2 separate regions of the Cricetulus griseus genome follow, and region 2 is linked to region 1. Evidence: chromatin contacts called from public Micro-C data. All regions are on one chromosome and are shown on one strand. The core of a region is the stretch at or near the end of the contact, and the rest is flanking DNA. Distances in the headings are between cores, read along the strand shown. Region 1 overlaps Slc9a1 (solute carrier family 9 member A1). Region 2 holds the start of Slc9a1 (solute carrier family 9 member A1).

Region 1 (3,493 bases), core at 213-2,712:
TTAAAAGTTTAAAATTCTCTTTAAATGGGCATTTAGTCATTTAGGAAGGTGAGTCAGTTGAGTTTAGGGGAGTAGAATTCTTATAATGGGCCAGAAAGCAGTTTCCAAGGTCAAGAATGCAGCTCTAGGGACTGGTGAAACGGCTCAGTGGGTAAAGGTGCTTGCTGCCAAGCCTGATGAGCCAAGTTTGATCCCTGGGTGCCACACAATGGAGAGAACCAACTCTTATAGGTTATTTTCTGATCCCCACAGGCAGGGTATGGCACACATGTGAGCACACATACACACACACACAAATAAATCCTTTAAAAAGTACCACCCACACACACAAAAAGAGTCCAGCTCCAGTCAGCTAGAGTCAACAACAACAGTTGCCTTAGGAGAAGACAGAATTTAAAGAGACAGCACACAGAAAGCAGAAGACAGCTTCCACCTCCACCTAGCAGCAAGGCTGGGAAAAAGCCTCCTGTGTTCGTCAGGCCAATCCACAGAGCTGGTGCCCACAGATGAGCTGGCCACAGCTCCTGCCTGGACAGGGTGTGTGAGTGGAGCAAGCTAGGGGCAGTACCACGGAGGATGCTTGCTGTTCTGAAGGTGCCCCACGAGCCAGCACTGTGCTGGAAGCACAGGCCACCTCACTCAGTCCTAACAGTCAGGTAGTGCAGCTACGCTGCAGAGGGCAAGCCTGCAAGGAAGGATTCTGAACCTGGGGTAAAGAGCTCTCAGTCACTTGCTGAGTATCAGTATTTTCCTGAGCTGGCTCTGCTGGGCCCTGCAGACCTTTGTGAGGAGCTCATGGGGATGACTATGATTTTCTGGAAGAGTCCTCTGTGGCAGGTGAACAGCTGGTGCTCCTACAGATGAATAGCTGGTGCTCTGAGAGGCAAGATGTGCCCTGGCAGGCCACTCAGGCGTGGGTTTGGGGTCTCTTGGCCAGGAGACAATATGCTTTCTTCTACTGAAGACAGCTCCCAGGATACCTGGGCTGCAGTCATGTCCCTGGCGTCCTTCCCCTCCCATCCCACCCCACCCCCCAGTCTTCTGTTTGGTCTTTCTTCCTAGTATTCTGCAGTGGGGCTTCAGCCCTGAGGAGCCTTTAGGCTGAGCCCAGGCTACAGGAAAGGGCTAGATCTCTTCACTCTTGGCTTCTTGCCGGCAGTGGGCGGCCATTACTGGAAAGTGCTTGAGAGAGGGAGGGGCAGTGTCTGTCAGGAGGAGGAGACTCTGGGGAAAGGAGCATGCCTGCCTGTGGTCTGTCCTAACTTGTTCCTCTCCCAAGGCCATGATTCCAATTGTTCCCACCCTGTATCCCCCAAGAGTCCCAAAACACAGGGAACTGGCTGGCACCTGTAGTGAAAGGGGCAAGAGCAACAGCTGGGCTCCCGGTGTGAGGCCAGAGTCCAAGAAATAGGGCTCCTCGGGGCTCCAACTGTGGCAGTGGTGACTTAGCTGTGATGGAATCTGGGTAGGGCAGACATAGTTAGAACCAGATCTAGAGACAAGGGAGCTAGAATGGACCTCAGACAGCATTTAATTCTCCATCTTATGGTCAGTCGGAGAGACCAAGTGACCTGTCATGGCCACAGAACCGGTTCCACAAGAGCTGTGTGCTGCAAAGCCAGTGATCCCCTTAAGCCCCACAGCACCCCTCCAGGCATCCTGTCCACACAGAGCTGTGAGGCAAGGTGTGGAATTCCACATCCCCAGACTTGCACAAACTCTTGAATGCAGCTCTAGTGTGCCTTCCCCGTGAGAAGTGGCTGTGGGAGAGGTGTTCATTCCTTCCCGTTGAACATGCGTGCACACAAATGCATACTGACGGAAACGGCATTAGATTTTGGATTGACAGGATTCTCAAGGCACCGCGAAAACATTTTATTCACATTCCTCAGGCTGTCCCCATCTGCTTGGGTGGGCACAGTAAAGCAGGCCAGGCTGTCCCATGTTACCCACGGTTGCTAGGGTGACCGCGTGTTTCTGGTTCTGCTTGTCACAGGCTTCCCTGGCTTCAGAAGTCACAGGGGAAAGCTGGGAAGAGGGGTCTCTGAGGCCCACCAATGGTCCGCCTGCCACCCTACTTCCAGGCCTGAAGGCCGCACTGGGGCTACAGTTCCGCCAGTGCCCAAGGGATTTCTCTCTTCATTGTACAGTGACTCCATTTCTTTAAGTCCTCTTCGGCTATCCCAGCAGCCATTCTCAGGCACAGCAATGGGAGGTGCAGCCTCACCTGGGAGTTACTGTGACTTGAGTCTACCGCAGTGTGTACTAACGATTTTGATCTCGTCTGCTCCTTACCATGGCTTTGAGAAGACCCAATTTTAGATGAGGAGACTGAGGCATAGAAAGGTTAATTAAGCAACCTGGCTTAAATTCAGAAAGCCAATAACTAGGTGCACAATCTAGGCCCCAGAGTCTGTTCTTAGTCATCCATGCTTCATTCCTAGCTGGTTTCCCAGAGGACCCACCCAGGACCAAAGCAGCCAAGAGCAGTTCCCTGAAGACCAGAGGCAGCCATTTTTTTTTCCATGAGCCCTTCTTCCCCAGGGAAGTCCTTGCACAGTTCCTCTCACAGCCTCTTGAAGATCACCTGCCTTTGAAGGCATCCTCTCAGGAACTATGCAGTGAACCAGCCGGAAGGCTCTTTGCTGCCAGCTCTTGGGATAATAGGTAGCAGTTACTCAGAGATGGTTTCTCACCATGACCTCATTGGTGGGACCCAAGAAGCAAAAGTAGCTCAGATTCAGCCACTGCCTCAGCAGGTTCCCAGACACACATGCAGGAGACAAGACTGTGTGCCACCGCCTACCCATGCTGTGTTCCCACAGCTAGCAAAAACTGGGTCCCAATCAGGGTACAGTAACTGACTAGCAGAGTGGCCTTGCCAAGTTCCTTTTTTTTTTTTTTTTTTTTTTTTTTTTTTTTTTTGTTTTTTTTGGTTTTTTGAGACAGGGTTTCTCTGTGGCTTTGGAGACTGTCCTGGAACTAGCTCTTGTAGACCAGGCTGGTCTCGAACTCACACAGATCCACCTGCCTCTGCCTCTCCAGTGCTGGGATTAAAGGCATGCGCCACCAACGCCCGGCTCGCCAAGTTACTTTTTTATGGCTCCCATCCTCAGCTTGCTCACCTATAGCATGGCAGTGGGTAGAAGTGGATGGGATAGGAGATAATAAAGCTAAAGAGTGCCAAGCAATGAGCCTGGTATGGAAGTGTGTGTATTCCTGTAACCCTACCGACTTGAGGTGCTGAGGCCAGAGGGCCTGCCTGAGCAACTCAGTGGGAATTAATCTTGAAAAGGATGCTGATGTCCAATGTGAAACATGACAAGCACTCTATTAACCTTTACACCAAGGGGCCAACAAGATGGTTCAGTGGGTAAGGTTCTTGTGGTACAAGCCTGGTGACCTGAGTTTTGATTCCTGGAACCCAAGTAAAAGTGGAAGGAAAGCCAGGCAATGGTGGCGCATGCCTTTGGTCCCAGCACTTAGGAGGCAG
Region 2 (3,371 bases), core at 267-2,766, 40 kb after region 1:
GGAAGCCAGCTCCTGGATCTGTCAAAACAGAGGCATCAGTTCCTGCAGCACGCTTCAGGAACCATCGGCAATGATGTCCTTGGGAGAGCTTCAAGGCTTCCTGCTCAGTCTCTACCTCCTCAAAACCCAAATCTCAAGCAAAGAGGGGAGCAGAGTCCCAGTACCTTGCACCTTCCACAGTTAACTTAAAGGGAACTGAAAAACTTAAGGCAGCTTGCAAAGCCCCCTGGACACTACCTCCAGGGACTTCTGGACTATTCGGTCTCTGGAGAACACCAATCACCCAGCAGGACAGGTTGCTCAGGCTAGGCAGGGAGCCCAACCCGTGGGGAGGGAACACCTTTTCCATGTCCTTCTTCCAAAAAGAGTATTTTGAAATCTCTTTAGACCTAGCTCTTGTCTATATCTCTTCTCCTTCAATGAGTAGTCAATGTCTCTGGTCAGTCGGGTACAACCCTGAAGCAAATCTCATCTTCCTCCACTTTCCTGCCACCCCAAAAACGGCCTTTGGAAATGCCTATGAACTGGATAACGGTTGGCATTTCTGGTCTGGAACCTGACTCAGGGGCATCTGATCAGCCTTGGCAGGCAAAACGGACAGATACTACCCTGGGGATGAAGGAAAATGAGACTTTGGTGATGTTCTACCACACTCCTAAGTCTCCCGTAACCAGTCCCCTACTATATGCAAAATCCTGAGACAGGCCAGGTCCTGAAACACTCTCACGAGGAAGGTAATAAATTGCACTGATTCCTGTTGACAGGACAGAAAGTGCCACTTGCTAAAAGGTCCTCCTGTCTTACAGTTCAGCACCCGACTCCTCTCTAGATCTGATCCAAGCCATAGGAGACCTGCCAAGCCTTGGAAGCGTTACTGAAACTACCTAGTGTCAGAGGCATCCCATTCTCAAGTCCTGTGCACTCCCCTGGTCCCTTCCTTCCCCTTCATAAGGCCAGCTCTAATCTTGGAAGGTCTCAGATCACAGAGGCCAGAGTTTAAGGACCAAACACAAAAAGGAAGAGGAGGCCTATGTCACAGAAGTGGTTCATTCAGACCCTGAGCAGCCCCATCTGGTAACAAATGGGACAAGAAAGAAGCTCACCTATCTGGTGGTGGCGGCAGAAGCAACACCATCACACACCTCAGACTTACCTATCTTCATGAGGCAGGCCAGCAGGATCCAGAGGGAGATCTCAAAGGGTGTGCGCACATGTAAGTAGTCAATGTCCAGCACTGGAAAGGCCTTTCGAAGTGTCTTAGCGCCATGTTCAATGTGTAAATTGGTCAAATTGCGGTCATCTGGGTGGTGGACAGGCTCTGATGGAGCAGTGGTGACATCCCCAATTGAGCGTTCCCGTGGTGGTTCAGCCCCTCTGATGGTGTTGGCAGTAGGGCTAGGCTGGAGGCCATGGCTCCTGAGAACAGGTAACAGTCCCACCAAGGCAACCACCACCAGCAAGGAGGGGAAGATCCGAGGTGGAGAAAGTCCCCAGATGCCAGACCACCGAAGCATCATGCTGCTCCCTCAGCCTGTGAGGCCTCAGCCCTTAGGGAAGCGAGTATAAGACCTGGGACATAGAGAGTAAGCAGTCTGCAGGGTGGGACGAGACTGGGGCAGTCTCTAGGAAAAGTTCATGATTTAGAGGTATTTTGCTTTTCTAGAGATTCACAATCTTAAAGTCCAAACTGGAAAGGGGGGCAAGTACCTTGTAGGAACTTGGGAGGAAACCCAAAAGATCTAGAACTCCAGGCTGGGAGAAGGCAATCGGGGACCGCGTCCTAAAGAAAGAGGGCACCAGCAAGGGAAAGGAGGAAAGAAGGATGGGACCTTTGGCTAAGGAAAATCACCGGGGTGCTGGGACTCGGCGAAAAGGAAGGGGTAAGGAACCTGTGTAGAAGGGACCGAAAAGGGTGAGACCCACTGCAGGAAAAGGAGAGAGAAGAAGGCTTGAAGGCCAGCCTGCCAGAAAGGAGTAAAGCCGGAAAGGGGCTGGGGCTTCCCCACCCAGAGGAGAGCCAGGGTCCAGGCGCGCCGGGTTGAGATTCCAGGGAAATGGAGGGAGGCGGAAGACGGAGGCAAGCAGGCGGCCTGGCGGGAAGGCGACTCGGAGCAGGCTGGAGCCGGCGCGCAGTGAGCCAGCAGCAACACACCCCTCCTTGTGACCCCGGTGCAGTGCTGTAGTGCACCCTGGCCGAGCGACAGCTCCTTCACGATCAGCTCCAGCTCCGGCTCCACCTCCAGCCCCGACACAGCCACGGGTCCCGCGGCAGCGGACTGATGCCTAGCTGAGCACAGCGCAGCCATTTATAGGCACCAACGAGCAGCCGGCGCAGAGAGCTAGAGAGACCTGTCAGCGCCCGCGCAGTGCAGCGGCCCCTGTCGTCGAGAGAAGGAGGTATCCCGTAAGAAGAGGAAGCCGAGACCCAGATGGAAAAAAAAAAAAGTGCAGTCTAACACGAATGTTCTAGAGCAAGTAACTTAGCTTCTCTGTTTCACAGCTTTCTCAGCTGTAACGTGGAGATAAGTAGCTATAAAAAACGGACAGCATAATGGCTAAGTGAAGTCATCTATGTGCAATGTTTAGAACGAGAGGGGTGGGACTGTGGTTCAGAGGCAGAGTGTTTGCCTGCATTTGTAAAGCCTTGATTTCAATGCCCAGCGCCACAAAATAAGCTAAATAAATAAATGTGGGCTAGAAATCTGAAATGTTCGCAAGGGTAGGTTTGTGCTAAGGACTGAGTGAGCACAGCTCTGTTATTACTGCATCCCATCTCCTGGCCGGTGCTTTGCTGGCAGTGTGCTGGCTTCCCTTGACTGGGGGAGCTAACTCCAACCTCCCTGTCTCTGTCTCTAGATCCAAATGTTCCCTTTTATAAGGACTCCGGTCAAATTGAATTAGGAGTCTGCCCTAATGACTTTACCTTAGCTTGATCAACTTAAAAAGTCCATCTAAGCCGTGAGCAATGAGTCCCACCCATAACTGCCAGCACTTGGGAGACTAAGGAAGGAGGAATTTCAACTCCAGGTCAGCTTGCGTAACAAAGTGAGTTCCAGACCAGGTTGGGCTACATAGGAAGATCCTGTCTCAAAGAGACAAAAAGAAAAAAAAAGGGGGAGGGGGGCTTACCTTAATAAGGCAGCCACATTCACAGGCACTTAGTATGGGCAGGGGGAAGACCTCAACTTCTTTTGAAAGGGCACAATTCAACCCATAACGGTAGTGAAACAACAAAAAAGCAAGAAGCTGGGCATTGTTTTGGTCTGTCTGTCTATTTGTTTGATTGGTTTAAAGAATAAAGAAGGATTTTTATTACCTGCAGGCAGAACACAGCTTCCAAAAATGGCATGTTCTCTGTTTTGTGAGAGAGA

What was found. A called contact is a pair of places that touch in the nucleus more often than the background predicts.
Region 2: a contact with region 1 is called in a Micro-C map of the CHO-K1 cell line, with 1.5 times the contacts expected there. The contact joins the promoter of Slc9a1 here to the enhancer-like site in region 1. A contact is called at or near these places in 4 of 8 Hi-C or Micro-C datasets (the CHK-Q cell line, the CHO-K1 cell line, fibroblasts and 1 more).

Annotation. Positions count from the first base shown.
Region 1 is chr2:19,866,194-19,869,686 of CriGri-PICRH-1.0, forward strand. All of the region lies in intron 1 of Slc9a1 (solute carrier family 9 member A1), which reads right to left. Among named protein-coding and RNA genes, the nearest start is that of Slc9a1, 39 kb to the right of the region's middle. Within about 2 kb of position 1,463, at least 2 of the 6 cell types and tissues checked have open chromatin away from gene starts, as enhancers often do. A contact at or near this core is called in the CHO-K1 cell line and fibroblasts, where this site is marked.
Region 2 is chr2:19,905,715-19,909,085 of CriGri-PICRH-1.0, forward strand. Slc9a1 (solute carrier family 9 member A1) reads right to left here and starts at 1,517. Exons shown (of 14, transcript NM_001246753.1): 1 at 1,154-1,517. The coding sequence starts at 1,517.